Linked DNA regions of Rattus norvegicus: region 2 is linked to region 1. A link is a contact called in public Hi-C data. All regions are on one chromosome and are shown on one strand. Each heading gives the region's core, a stretch centred on a gene start, on an enhancer-like site or on the middle of the called end of the contact. The rest is flanking DNA. Distances are from core to core; before and after follow the strand shown.

Region 1 (6,661 bases), core at 783-3,282:
GCTGCGCTCAGACAAGTCGTCTCACGTGAGTAGGGAAAATGGGTCACCATTTGCTCAAACAACAAACGCCTGGACCTTGGTGTGATCCTGCCATGCTTAATATGATATGGTAGGGGCTGGGGGGGGGGGGGACGGGACATAGAGGCTCTCCAAAGAGAATTCTAACAGAGCTGATTACCTCTCTCTTTGCAGACATTTAAATTGAGCTAGCTGTCAGGCTAGGGCACGATTGTGCCTCCAGTGATATAACCACCTCTCCTGCTTATCAAATGCACCGCTCAGTTCCCTAGCCTCAGCTTGTTCTTCTGCAAAATAGGAAAGCAATGATCTGCAGCTTATAAACCTAGTAATGGCCGCTTAGTCCAGAGTTTGCCACATGCTAGTGGCCACAGTTGCACTGGGAATGTGGTAAAGTGCCCAGGACCCAGCAGGAAGTCAAGGACGCTTGTTGAGGGCCTCTGTGTGACATCCTGAAACCCCACCCACTTTCTACCTACTCCACACTAGACATCCGTTGGAGTACTCTTGTTTCTGTAGGACTGCAGTCAGGGACCATGTCAAGATGCTCTCTGGTCAATAACAAACCGCCTGTGTGTTGATCCCAGAAGTTTGTATCACTCCATGGCACTGTAGAGATTTCAGTTTGTATAAGCCCCCTCCCCCCACTGATGCTCACACAGTGACAGAATCACCTCCTGGTGAATTTCTCAGGACACATTCTATCATTAAGTCTCCTGAGGTCAAGATAATACTTAGGAGCCCATACTCGGTTCTGAAACCGGCTGCTGCCACCCAGCCCTATGAAACCAGCATACCGGACTCCCTCTGTAGAATAAGGGTATGGTTTCCCTTACTTCCGTCGTATTGCAAAGAATAAGTAGAGTGTAGCAGGCACAAAGGGCTTAGAACTATACTGAGTGCCAAGAAATGCCGCAGCTCCCATCATAGCTAAGGAAAGGTGCTGAGAGAGGTTTGCCCACTCACCTGGGGCCGACTGCTCACCAGTACCATGTACAAGTTTGAGCCAAGATGGAGATTAACCCTCTATTTTCCAGGTGCTTAAGATAGGGAGGTGGTTTCCCTTTTATTCTGTCCCTAAGCCTCTTCTGCCCCGATTTTCCTACCCCAGTTCAGGCCGTCTGTCTGGAGGCTTCCAGAAGATTCCTGGGCACAGTCTATTGGGGGCAGCCGTCAGATAATCAAGAGGAGAAATAAATCCAGGCCTCCTCTGTCCCTCACTTACTTCTACCAAAGAAAGGAACTTGCCCAAGAGCTCAGTCTGCCAAGGGCCATCACTAGCACAAAGCCTGACCCCCGGCCACTCCTTCTTGCTGGCGGCTGTTTCACGGGAGACTTCTCTCTCTTTGTTCCAGCTCGCATTGCACATCTCCGGATCGATATGACATCTCATCCTCTAAAACATTCATATGTCTGCTTCCTAGGATTCCTGTGGCCTCCTGCCACGCGCCACCCCCTTGCCTTGCCTTTGTAGTTAGTGGTCTCGTGAATCTGTCTCCTCTTTAACAGGGCTGCTGGGTGCTATTCTTAAAAAAAAAAAAAAAAAGACAGATACTGTTTGGGTTGTCAACACTGAGTGACAAGCTGGGGTGGGCACGCACATCTAGGTGTAGATGCATGGATGGTGGGCATGTGCATTGTTGTCACAAAAGCTCTTAAAATCCCAGACCATGATTTGTTTGGTGAATAAAACCTCCGGATATTATCCTTCTCTAAAGGTGTTTTGATCACATGGGCGCTTTCTTGAGGAAAGAAAGGCTTTTATTTTATTTCTTTCTTGGGGGAAAAATAGCATCACGACCAGAGTGATCTGGGTGGGAAATGGCACCCGCGCGGCTGATGGCTCTGGGCGTGTGTTTATCTGCACGAGGATGCACAGACCCCATGGACAATGGGCTGCCTGACCGGCGTGGGCAACCATATATTCCAGGCACTCTGCACCGGAGAAAAACAGTGGCCGCGAGCACGTGTCTGTCTTGAGTATTGATTTTCTTGGTGATGTCGGGGAGGGAGGGTGTTTTTAGAGGTCAGCTCAGCACACCACGCGCCACGCCCACGCTATCAGCTGAGGCCACCTGCCGAGCACCTGCAACAGGGAGCGCATAAGAGAGAGGAGTGGGGACGCCACGGACTCCATGACCCTGCACATCTGGAAGCTGCGCCCTCGCCCTGTTTGTTTCCTCCAAACACAGGAATTGATTAATCTCATCCCACTTCCTACTCACTGTTCTGTCCTGAGCCTGTCACAAGAATAGATTAATGTGCAGGTCCTTCTGTGTAGATTCTTCTTGTCTGGGAAACATACTGCTCCTCGGTCCCGGAGCTGCCTTACGGAACTGTCACCTTGTCCTCGCAGCAGATGCACAAGGGGCGGCAGAAAGCCTCCCTGTTTTGGAGAGGGACCAGGATTAGAAAGGCGACAGACACTAACTATCCTCACTGAGGGTGTTCCAGGACCACACTGGGAATGGGACAGGGCCTGCAGGGATGGGCCGGACCGGCAGTGACTGTCTCCCCAAAGCCCCCTCTCATTCAAGTGGTCTTGCCAGGATTCCTGGATCACTTCTTCTCTTCTCCCTTCCGTGTAAGTTCCTGGCTTTGCAACCATCTTGGAAGCTGCAAGCCGAAAAGTTGGACAGAGGCAAATAAGTTTCCCCGAGCCTCCTCAAGAGCTAGGTGCGCAAATCCCATTACTGGTAAAGGGATTTGTGGGCGTCACTTCCATGTGGTGCTTTGAAAATTTATTCCATTCAATGTATTGCTACACTGTCTGGAGGAAAAAAAATAAGCAAAACCATTTCACTAAGGCAGTTAGGATTTTTAAAAAGGGATTTTTTTTTAACTTCTTTGAGATTTAAATTTTTTTAATTCCTTTTTTTAAGTCTTAAGGCGTTTCGAGAATGTTATTCCTCCTGGTTTTATTTGCACCGCCTCTTTCCCAAAGAAAGTAGTTTTGGCTGCAGCTACATTCTTAAAAGGGTGCTATTAAGGCATTGCAGGAGCTCCCTCCCTTCTGCGAAAAGAAATAGGATTGCTTTGTTTAACCACGCCCCAGAGGATGAGGAGCAGAAAAAAAAGCCACCAGAGGCTGATGTCAGCCAGCCAGGCAACCGAAGTCACTAGACCATTACCTTTACATTCATAATGATGGATTTTAGGTTACATAGCAAAATGGCTACTGACCATGGCGTATTCATGAATGAATGCTTGGGAAGAGGTACCCATCCTGAGGAGGCTTGGGCAACATTCACAGAAGAAGTTCTGGAACTTTCCTGCCCCGCTCAATCTTGAAACAGTTATTCCAAAAGAAAATGCAGTGGGCAGATGTCCTCTGGGAGGTGATGGGGATATACCTTGAAATGGTGTCATTCATCAGCACCATGTGAGAACTCGGGGGCTCTGACTCTAAAGTCATATAGGTTAGGATGTGGATCCCAGATTCCCCATTTCCCCACGGTCTGACATCCACTGGATGAGTCAAGCTCTCTAAATGTCAGCGTTCATGTCTGTAAAATGAAAACTATATTGGTGCCCCTTACGATGATAGGGTATCGGTAGGGTAGCTAGGATTCTCTTCCCCTTCAAAAGGCATTCTTCAACAAAATGCAGAGCCCCTCCAGAGGCATTCGCTTCCCCAACATTACCCACCCTCCAGTGCCCTTTCCGGCTTGCTGGATTCTGGCTTGGACTGCTGGTTGCTGGTGTCAATGCACAGTGTCACCTCATTCCCTTCAAGTCTTTATGTGCACTGATTCATCATGGCATTGTCCTTGACCAGTCTTTATTAAAGGAAGAAGAAGAAGAAGAAGAAGAAGAAGAAGAAGAAGAAGAAGAAGAAGAAGAAGAAGAAGAAGAAGAAGAAGAAGAAGGGGGAGGGGGAGGGGAGGAGGGGGAAGGGGAGGAAGAAGAGGAAGAGGAAGAAGAGGAAGAAAGAAGAAGAAGAAGAAGAAGAAGAAGAAGAAGAAGAAGAAGAAGAAGAAGAAGAAGAAGAAGAAGAACTCCACGTTTATTTCCCATCCCTTACCCTCCACAGATGATGCCTAGCTTGGTCCTCAGCTCTTCAGAGGTGTTTAGCTTCCCTGCCTCCCACTAGAATGTAAGTTCCATGAAAGCAGGGATTGTGTTTTGCCAACTGCTTTATTCCCAGGGCCAGAACACAATTCGATGCACAGTGTGAGCTCAATAAATATTTGCCGAATGATAAATAATGAATAAATGCTGCCATTAAAGTAATTATCCCAGTCCCTGGCACGTTGTCAAAATAAATGTGTATCATCATCATGGCTCAAGATGCTCATTTGCATCCGTTGATTTTTCCACGCTCACTGCTAAGGTGCCTCTACAGTGCCCAGTACGTTCAGGGTTAGCACCTGTGTGCATTAGCCCTGGTCATCCTCAGCGGGTTCAGTCCTTTCAGCAGGGGCACCTTGGGAATCTCCTGGCAGTGTGGGCTTCATAGCCTGGTGCTGAGCCAAGGAGATCCAGCCCTGACCCTCCCCATCAGTCTCCGATCTCTGAATGCACTCTGACAACAGCCCAGAGGCCCTGTGCTTCTCTGTCTGAGTGTTGAGCCACAAGACCCAGCAGGCTTGGCTCCTTCCTTTCCCTCCTGGGGCTCTGCTTGGCCTGCAGTCTTACGTTTTCAAAGGGAGAGCCCAATCTCCTCCCCCTGGTTATATATCGACAGGCCTGATCTTTAAAGATACCCCTTGCTCCTGGGGGCCTGCTCAGCAAACACGGAGCATCTGTGGCTTCCATGTTTGTCCTCTTTGACAAGCAGGGGTTGAGCAGCTCTCGGTGAAGTATTGCTGACATATTGATTGACTCTCTTGTCAGGTTGATCCTCTGCCAGCCAATGAACATAGAAGGTTCTAAACGGCACCCAGCAGGGCCAACACATACCCTAATTACGATTTCAGACAACCCCTTTTGGAAGCTGCCATTTTTCAAGACATGGGGTCTCGGTGTCTTTGTGCTGGCTGGAGAATTCTGTCTCCTGTGACCAACCCCTGCTTTCTCTAGCCTGGGCTTACCCTTTGAGTCTTTGTTTTGGATCCCATCTGGCTTCTAAACACAGGAACTTCAATGGGAAACTCTCAATTGACCTGCAAGGAGGTCTGACTCTTGGACTTGCTGAAACCTGGGATCTGCGTGTGGTCTTCCCGTGTGGCCAGAGGTCCTTTGCAACACACGGAGAAGGTTCTCTCCAATTAGCTGAGGGATACTTCCGGGGTCTGGCTGCTTGCTGTGCTTTTAGTGGCTGTTTTCCCAGATGCCACCTGGATTCCACGAGCTTTCACTTGAAGCCCTTCCCCATCCCATTCTTGCTGACCCATGGAGCCCCGTTGTTCCATCCCGGCATCTCCCTGGAGTAGAACCTGTCAGATCATGATGAATTGTACATTTCGCCTGTCGGTGGGGGGCGGGTAATGCGGAGGAGAGGGCTTCCAGAACTCATTTCACTTCTGACCCTAACATGGTCTGAACCAGACCTTTTGGGATGAGCTACTGGAGCATTCGAGGGGAGGAGGAGGAAGAAGAACCATCTCAGGGCAGGCAGGATATCTCCTCCTCCCGTAAAGTGAGAAGTGATAGGCACTTGTGAAGTTCTGAGATGAAAAGCAATAACTCTGGCTATCCCAAGGCTTCTCAGATGTCTAGTCTGAAACAGAATGATGATGATGATGATGATGATGATGATGATGATGATGATGATGGTGATGGTGATGATGGTGGTGGTGATGATGATGGTGATGATGGTGGTGGTGGTGGTAGTGGTGGTGAAGGAGGAGAAGGAGAAGAAGGAGGAGAAGTAGAAGAAGAAGTAGAAGAAAGTATTACAATTTTCAAATATTTTGCTGTCCATGGAAATAGGCATTATGGCCCTAAACGGGTATTAATTTCCTGTCTGGCTTTCAGAAAGGCTCCCAGCCTGGTACAATTTAAAGAATTCACAGAGATCTATTCTGTAAACATTCTGTCCTCTTTCCTTTTCTTCCTAAGTGAATCTACCAGTCAGGGTCTATTAGGCCCTGCCGCTGTAACAAAGAACCCCAAACTCTAGGTGGCTCATTGCCATAACCACTGATTACTTCGCTCACTCTGTCCTGACACTTGCCAGCCATAGCTGGCTCTGTCTAACGGTCTCTTTGCTCAGGATTCAGGATCAGTATGCAATGCAAGGTGCACGGCTGGTCCCAAGGCCACATTCGAGGTCAGTCGCAAAGAGAAATAAAAGTTCCTTGGGGCTGCAATGCAGGAGGAGGTGCACCAACCCACTTTGCCGACCGTGAGTTCTGAGCAAGAAGCAAGCTTCACCCGGATGCCATTTCCCCGTGGACTTTGTAGCCAGATCTTTCTCTATAAAGCGTGAGGCAGGTACCACATCCTCAGCACAGCCGTACTCTGATTCTGAAATCTCCCAATGGTTAAGCTTTATAACTTCCCTCGTCAGTGAGCAGGGGTCATGATAGCAGTACCTACCTGGGATTCCTTTAGGATGATGTGTACGTCAGTGTCTGAATGTTGAGCGCAGTCATTGGCAGCAGATACATCAGGCACTGAGCTTCAAACCATTGTCCTCTTTATACCTCGGTCCATGTTGTCACCCATAATATCCCATCCTACTCTCCGTGCCGCCACA
Region 2 (6,020 bases), core at 3,025-5,524, 450 kb before region 1:
TAAGGTTTAGAGGAGACAGAATTTAACCAATGTTCCACAATTAGGAAGCAAATTCCAGGGTCAGGATTTGGACCTAGGGCAAAGTCCAAAGCCAAGCTCCTAATTATGATATATGCCACCCTTCCTAGGCCCTTGGATAGCTACTGTGATTAAAACAATTTCACTGCTGTAAACCAGAAAGGTCAAGGGCATCTTTTTGGAGGACTTGTAACTGTTCTGGTCTTAGATCAAGAGATTGCAGTTAAATATGCTGCCGTGAAGAAGATTGGGGTGGAGGGTGGCCCTCTTAAGAGAACTGGGGCTCTGTGTGCGGCTGTGAGGGCTTGCAGATGCATTGGGCTTGGGGGGGGGACAAGCTCTTCTGTGGCAGCGATAGGGCATTTACAGGAATAGTCAGTGTCAAACCACAGAGGTGACTCAATGTGTAGCAAAGAAATCTGCACTTTATTCTCCAGGGAATTGTGAACCTTTGATGATTTTTTTTAAGCCTATACGTAAGATAATGAAATAAAACAGACTTTCAATTGGCCGATCAATAACTATTGGGAACAGATGTCATTCAAAGTGGCATTTTAAGAAGGTTATTCTGGCTTGCGAGGGATGAATTGGAGAAGAAAGAAAACCTCTTCAAATGGTTGTTTTCAATAAGCTGTGTCACGACAGGGGGAGAGGTGTCTCAACTAACAGGGCGATAATAGGAAAGTGCTGGTGTGCCACAGATTAGCTGTTTTATATGTTAGAGCTGATTCAAGGTCACACCTAGAATAATGTCACTCTCCTTCACTGGGATGTGAAGTGCCTTCTTGAGACGAGAAGGGGATGGTGTTACAATCTGATGTAGGAGTTGGCAGGGCCCTGGCAATGCCCTCAGGACGGATACTGCATATCTGTTCTATGCTTGCTTCTCGGCACAGCCAGAGAAGGACTGCAAGAGAGAGGAGCTGGAACAGAGCAGAAATCAGGACGAGTCTGGGGTCTGGAAAGGAAGCCTCAAGATCTTTAAAAAATGTGGGAGTGGTGTTTGGCGGGTGCAGGAACTTGAATGATGGCAGACAAAGGAAAGAAATGAACTGAGACTGTCTCCGAGATCTTTACATTTCACACTGATGGGGACATTTGGAGAGAAAGCTTGCTTTGAGGGCAGATTCGCTGGTCTGGTTGTAGAACTTGTTGGGTTTTAAGTGCATTATTCAAGTGGAAAGACCCAGAGGGCAGTGTCAATAACTGGATCGTGGAAGGAAGGTCAGAGTGGAAAGAAGTCTTCATGTGTCATCCATTTTGAGGCGATTAAATATTATGTTTTCCATTTTAAAAATGTTAAAGGAGTTGAGAGGATTTCCTAACAGTGCAGAGGTTGCCATGCGAAAGCTGTGTGCTGTGTGCTAAGAGCGAACTCCACCCACAACACATGCACTCTGCATTCCTAGAGACAGGCCGTGAGATGCAGGGTTTATGTTCATTTTAAGACGAGAAGTTATCCACAAAGAAAAAAAAATGATTTTGGTCAAGGTCACACAGCAAGCAGGTAGCTGGGGCTGGGAAACCGGGAACGTAAACACCGGTATCTAAGCCACAGTCTAAGCGGGTAAGTGTGAAGCCATCCTATAGAGAAGTAAGCCATAGAAAGTCACAGTCCAGTTAGAAATATTAACCTCTGGTAGCCCACCCTCATTCAAGAGATCTTGAGAAAATATCCTATCTAATAAGCTATAGACGATATCTACCTACCTTCTCACTGCATATGTGATCAAGACGAGGAACGCCACTGGTGGCCATTTAGAGCTTTAAGACATCTTTTTTGCCTTGCCTTGAGTTGATTTCTTTTCATCTCTCATTGACTGTCATTTGCTCTCTCTGTTCAACAAGCCCCAGTCTCCTCCAGGCCCCCACGTCTGCGACGCTGAAATAGATGTAACCTTGTAGTAGCCGGGTCTTTATTTCTATTGTCAGAAAATTCCTCAGTCCACTCATTCCCTTGTATAAAGTTAATTTTAACTCTAGAGCCTGTATCAATAATGTTCCTTTGAGGCTGCTGCTTTCAATATGCACTGGGAAAAAAATTCTGTGGAGAGTTTGGAATTCAACCCTTTCGGAAAGCAGGGAGGGACCTTACAGCTTCTCTTCCAATCTGAGCCCTCTGTCCTCTGGCCAGCAGCCTTCTGTTCAGCCTCCATGTATACTCCATTTTTTTACTGTCTTAATGATCAGTAGAGTTACATCTGAGTGTGTCCAAGATGGGGGTGCTTATTTATTTGGGTCCAAGCAAAATCCTCCTATTGGCAAAGCATAAAGAGAATTATGCTCCCCGGCTTTAACAAGATTAAGCAAGCCCACTTTGAATACCACATTGTGACTGGGGCAGGCAAGAGCGTTTTATTCTTTTTGGGCCAATCCTCATTCTATATCTGGTTCACACAGGAATTCCGAACTACAAGGTGCTGAGGGTCCACAGACAGACTTGTAGGCTATAACGTGGTAGAAATTCAAAGATGGACTATTGGGCTTTCTTGTTACTGTTGTTTCAGTTTTCTTTTGTTTTTAATTGGTAAGTGATCTAAGTCGGGCTCTCGGAATTTACCTTCTGACATTAGAGAAACATCATTTTGAGGAGATGGTCTATGGAAAGGTTGGGCGTCTCCTCTTCTTGCCAGCTCACTACTGCATTGGCTCAGGTTACCATGGAAAAACAGGAGTCATCTCAACAATAACTAACTTCTACCAAATACTTGACCTTGGAATCAGCAATTTACATCCTTATAAAAGAGGTCACTGAGGGAATTTAACTGTGTAATCCCGGCCCCCATGTGGCTAGAGAACGGTGGAAATGAACCAAAGCTTGGGAGGCAGCATTGGAAGCGATTTGAATGGGCAAATCATTTCTTTGCTACTTTGTTTTTAAAAAAAAAAATGGAATCTCCTTTAAAATAGTACAGGAAGGCAGGAAGATGCAGTGTGAGTCCGTGGTAAATACTGCCACAAAAACTCTGCCCCAGGACTCTAGAAAGCCACCAGTCATCACATTTGGAGGGAAACCAGGGAGAATTTAGGTGTGCACATTCTTAATAGCTTCTTCCCTAACACCTTTCCTTCAAACGTCATGCCTTCCCTTTTATTGTGCCTTTCTTTCTAAAAACCAAGGGAGAAAAATCACCTTTTAAACTTGAGCCAAGGAACGCTATTTTTGCAAGTGCTAATATTTTAGGGTGGGCTCCTTTTTTTTTTTTTAAAGACAATTACCAAGACGAAGCATTTGTTTCTTCTTTTGTTTACCCGTGGCAGTTTGTCAGCAGTTATGGTAAGTAGACATCCATCTGCCAGTAAAACTACATTGCAAATTGCCGTAGAAATTAGCAGCTTTCATTTTTGCCTACATAAATAAATATGCGAAATAAATTGCACACAAATGCATCCTTAAAAAAATAAAAAAAAAATCACAGGTACACCGCACAGTTAAATGCCAATCAGACAAAACCAGAGACACACTGCGATTATCTCAGTTTTCAAACCTGGAAGATACACGGATGTGTTTCTAAATGAGAGAGGCCGCGGATCATGCTCGCTGAGATAAAAACAGAAGCTGCCAGACACCGCGCTGTGGCTTTATTCTCAGAGTCCCCTGACTGAAACCCGCTCTATCTTTTCTCCGTGTGTGTATGCGTGCTCTCTCTCTCTCTCTCTCTCTCTCTCTCTCTCTCTCTCTCTCTCTCTCTCTCTCTCTCTCTCTCTCTCCCCCCTGTCTCTCCCTCTGCTCTCCCTCTCTCTCCCTCCCTCTCTCCCTCCATCTCTCCCTCTCCTCGCTGTCTTCCCTTGCTCATTGTTCTCTCTCCCCCTGCCTTTGATGCACATACGTTGTCACATTCCGTCGACTCCTCTCTTCTCTGTTCTTACACTCAAGCCTAGCGGTGCTTTCGCCAGGCAGCAAGCAGCAGCGTCTCCTGCGAGTTTTAGTCATGTGTGCAGCTCAGCTTGATCGAGCGTTCCTTTTCTGCCTTTTCACTCTTACAAAAGATTAAAAGGTGGCGTCACATTGCTCCCCTGTTCCTTCCTGCAGGAGGGACTTAAAAGGGACAACAAAAACTAATCACTCTCAATAAGTATTTTTCTCGCTGGCCAAGAAAAAAATAAATAATAATAAAGAAAGGAAAGGAAAGGGAAAAAAAGAAAAATAAATAGAAAGGAAAGAAGGCAGAGAAGGGGAAAGGCGAGGGGGTGGACTTAGCGGTGGTGTAATTTGAGCCCGTGGTGAGGATTGGAGCGAGCTAGCGATGCTGCACACTGCTAACAAGGGAAGGAAGCCTTCAGCTGAGGCAGGTAAGAGCGCCGATCGGAGGGTTTGACCGAGTGGCTTAGTTAAATTTCTGTTTTCACCGGTTTTGTAATTGAGAAAGGCATCTGCAGCAGAAGCCGATTTTTCAGTCGGCTTCCTTTTGTTTAACATAGAAAGTACCTGTATTAATTTTGATGAATTAGAGCATGCAGCAAATTCAATTGAAAATAGATTTGTATAGTAAATGCATTTATATGGAATGATTTTTTTTCCTCCCTTTTATTAAAGGGGAGAGATGAGAAAGATGATTTTGATCAGAATAGCACTTTGCATTACGTTAAATTCTAAACAGCTAAGGGAAGGGGGGAAAATAATTCAATTGATACTGTTTTTGAACTCCAGGACTTAAGCTCTGGGAAGACAGATGGCATTTGAAATTTTTTCTTCTAACTGAACTTCTGATGCGTTATAATAATTTCTCACCGGAGGTATCGGCAAAGGGCAGAGTTTATTTAAGTCTGGCTGCTTGGGTGTGTTTGGCTTGGGTCTTGTGGGTGAGGCGCGTCTTGAATCTCCTGAACCTGAGGCAGGTTGACGGTTTCTAAATGGAGACTAAGTGTTGTCCCAAATGAAATATGAACTTAAAACCTCAGGTGAGGGCACGCCTTAGAAAGGCATCCAGTAAATAATTAGGATAACCGAGTTATGACAGTTCGGAGGGGGAGTTAACTCTAGAAGTGCTGTTGGATAAAGCTTTCTGGATTTGAAACCCCTTAATGACAGAGGGGGCTAATTATGAGACTCAAGTCGGAACTTTAATTTAAACCCTTAAATCTAGGATACCTGTAGTCCTCTTCAAGAGGTAGCTTTAAATGGGTATTCCTTTTGTGCGCTATGAATGGGAACTCTGGATTATATCTGGTGGCATTTGTCCTTTGAAAAGCTCTGGGATGAAGCTTTAAAGGGCTGGTATCTATTTTCACGCCGAACAAACAGAGAATATGCCCTATCCTTGAATCTCTCAACACAGGGAGTTTGCGGCCGCAGATGTTGTTTTTAAAGTTTGGGCTATTTACTGGTAATCTCGCTCTTTTGTGGATTTTGTGTCCGTTGCCTCTGCTGTTTAAAAAAATGATGAAATTATGGCCGGCATGAATGAACTGATATTTGAGAATGGAAAAATAAAAATACGAATAGGCCAACTTTTGAAATTAAGTGTGACTGGAATCTGAGTTCTATCTAGGCATTTGACAAGCGTTCCCTGACATATCTAAGTTCGTTTTTTAAATTGCCTTGGTGGGCATAGGGGCAAGTGCCTTAAAAGTGTACTGCTCGATTAAAGAGAATGCTTCTCGGGAACGGAATATGGAAAGGTGATGTCAATGCCTCTAGGCTTGGCCCTAGAAAGAATTGCTCTCCCATGGCTTTGTGGAATTCGGCGAACACAGAAAGATGGTATTTCATGCATTTTTGTGTCATGATAGGATGTTTTTTTCCGCTTAGTTTCCAAACTGGACTGGCTGTTTAACACCTCGAGCTGGTGTGTCTGGTGTTGTCAGACCCACCTAATGGTATCTCGTACGTGCAGCTCATGATTCCAGCCCTGAGAGGATTCGGGGACAGGCTCAGTACTGGGCATTGGGGAACAAGTGGAAAGGGCTCTGGTCGGACAACGTCTGGACAACATCCAGAGTTTATCCCGGGTAGGAGTTTCCTGGGAAGGTCCTGGTACAGGGGCAGGCTAACGGAATTA

What was found. Hi-C and Micro-C count contacts between places; a contact is called where the count stands out from the background.
Region 2: a contact with region 1 is called in a Hi-C map of mammary epithelial cells, with 2.8 times the contacts expected there. The contact joins two enhancer-like sites. A contact is called at or near these places in 6 of 12 Hi-C or Micro-C datasets (frontal cortex, hepatocytes, kidney and 3 more).

What each region holds. Positions count from the first base shown.
Region 1 is chr10:21,199,957-21,206,617 of GRCr8, reverse strand. The region is part of intron 6 of Tenm2 (teneurin transmembrane protein 2); the gene reads left to right. Among named protein-coding and RNA genes, the nearest start is that of Wwc1, 240 kb to the right of the region's middle. Within about 2 kb of position 2,032, at least 2 of the 93 cell types and tissues checked have an H3K27ac peak or open chromatin away from gene starts, as enhancers often do.
Region 2 is chr10:21,655,200-21,661,219 of GRCr8, reverse strand. The region is part of intron 3 of Tenm2 (teneurin transmembrane protein 2); the gene reads left to right. Among named protein-coding and RNA genes, the nearest start is that of Tenm2, 460 kb to the left of the region's middle. Within about 2 kb of position 4,274, at least 28 of the 93 cell types and tissues checked have an H3K27ac peak or open chromatin away from gene starts, as enhancers often do.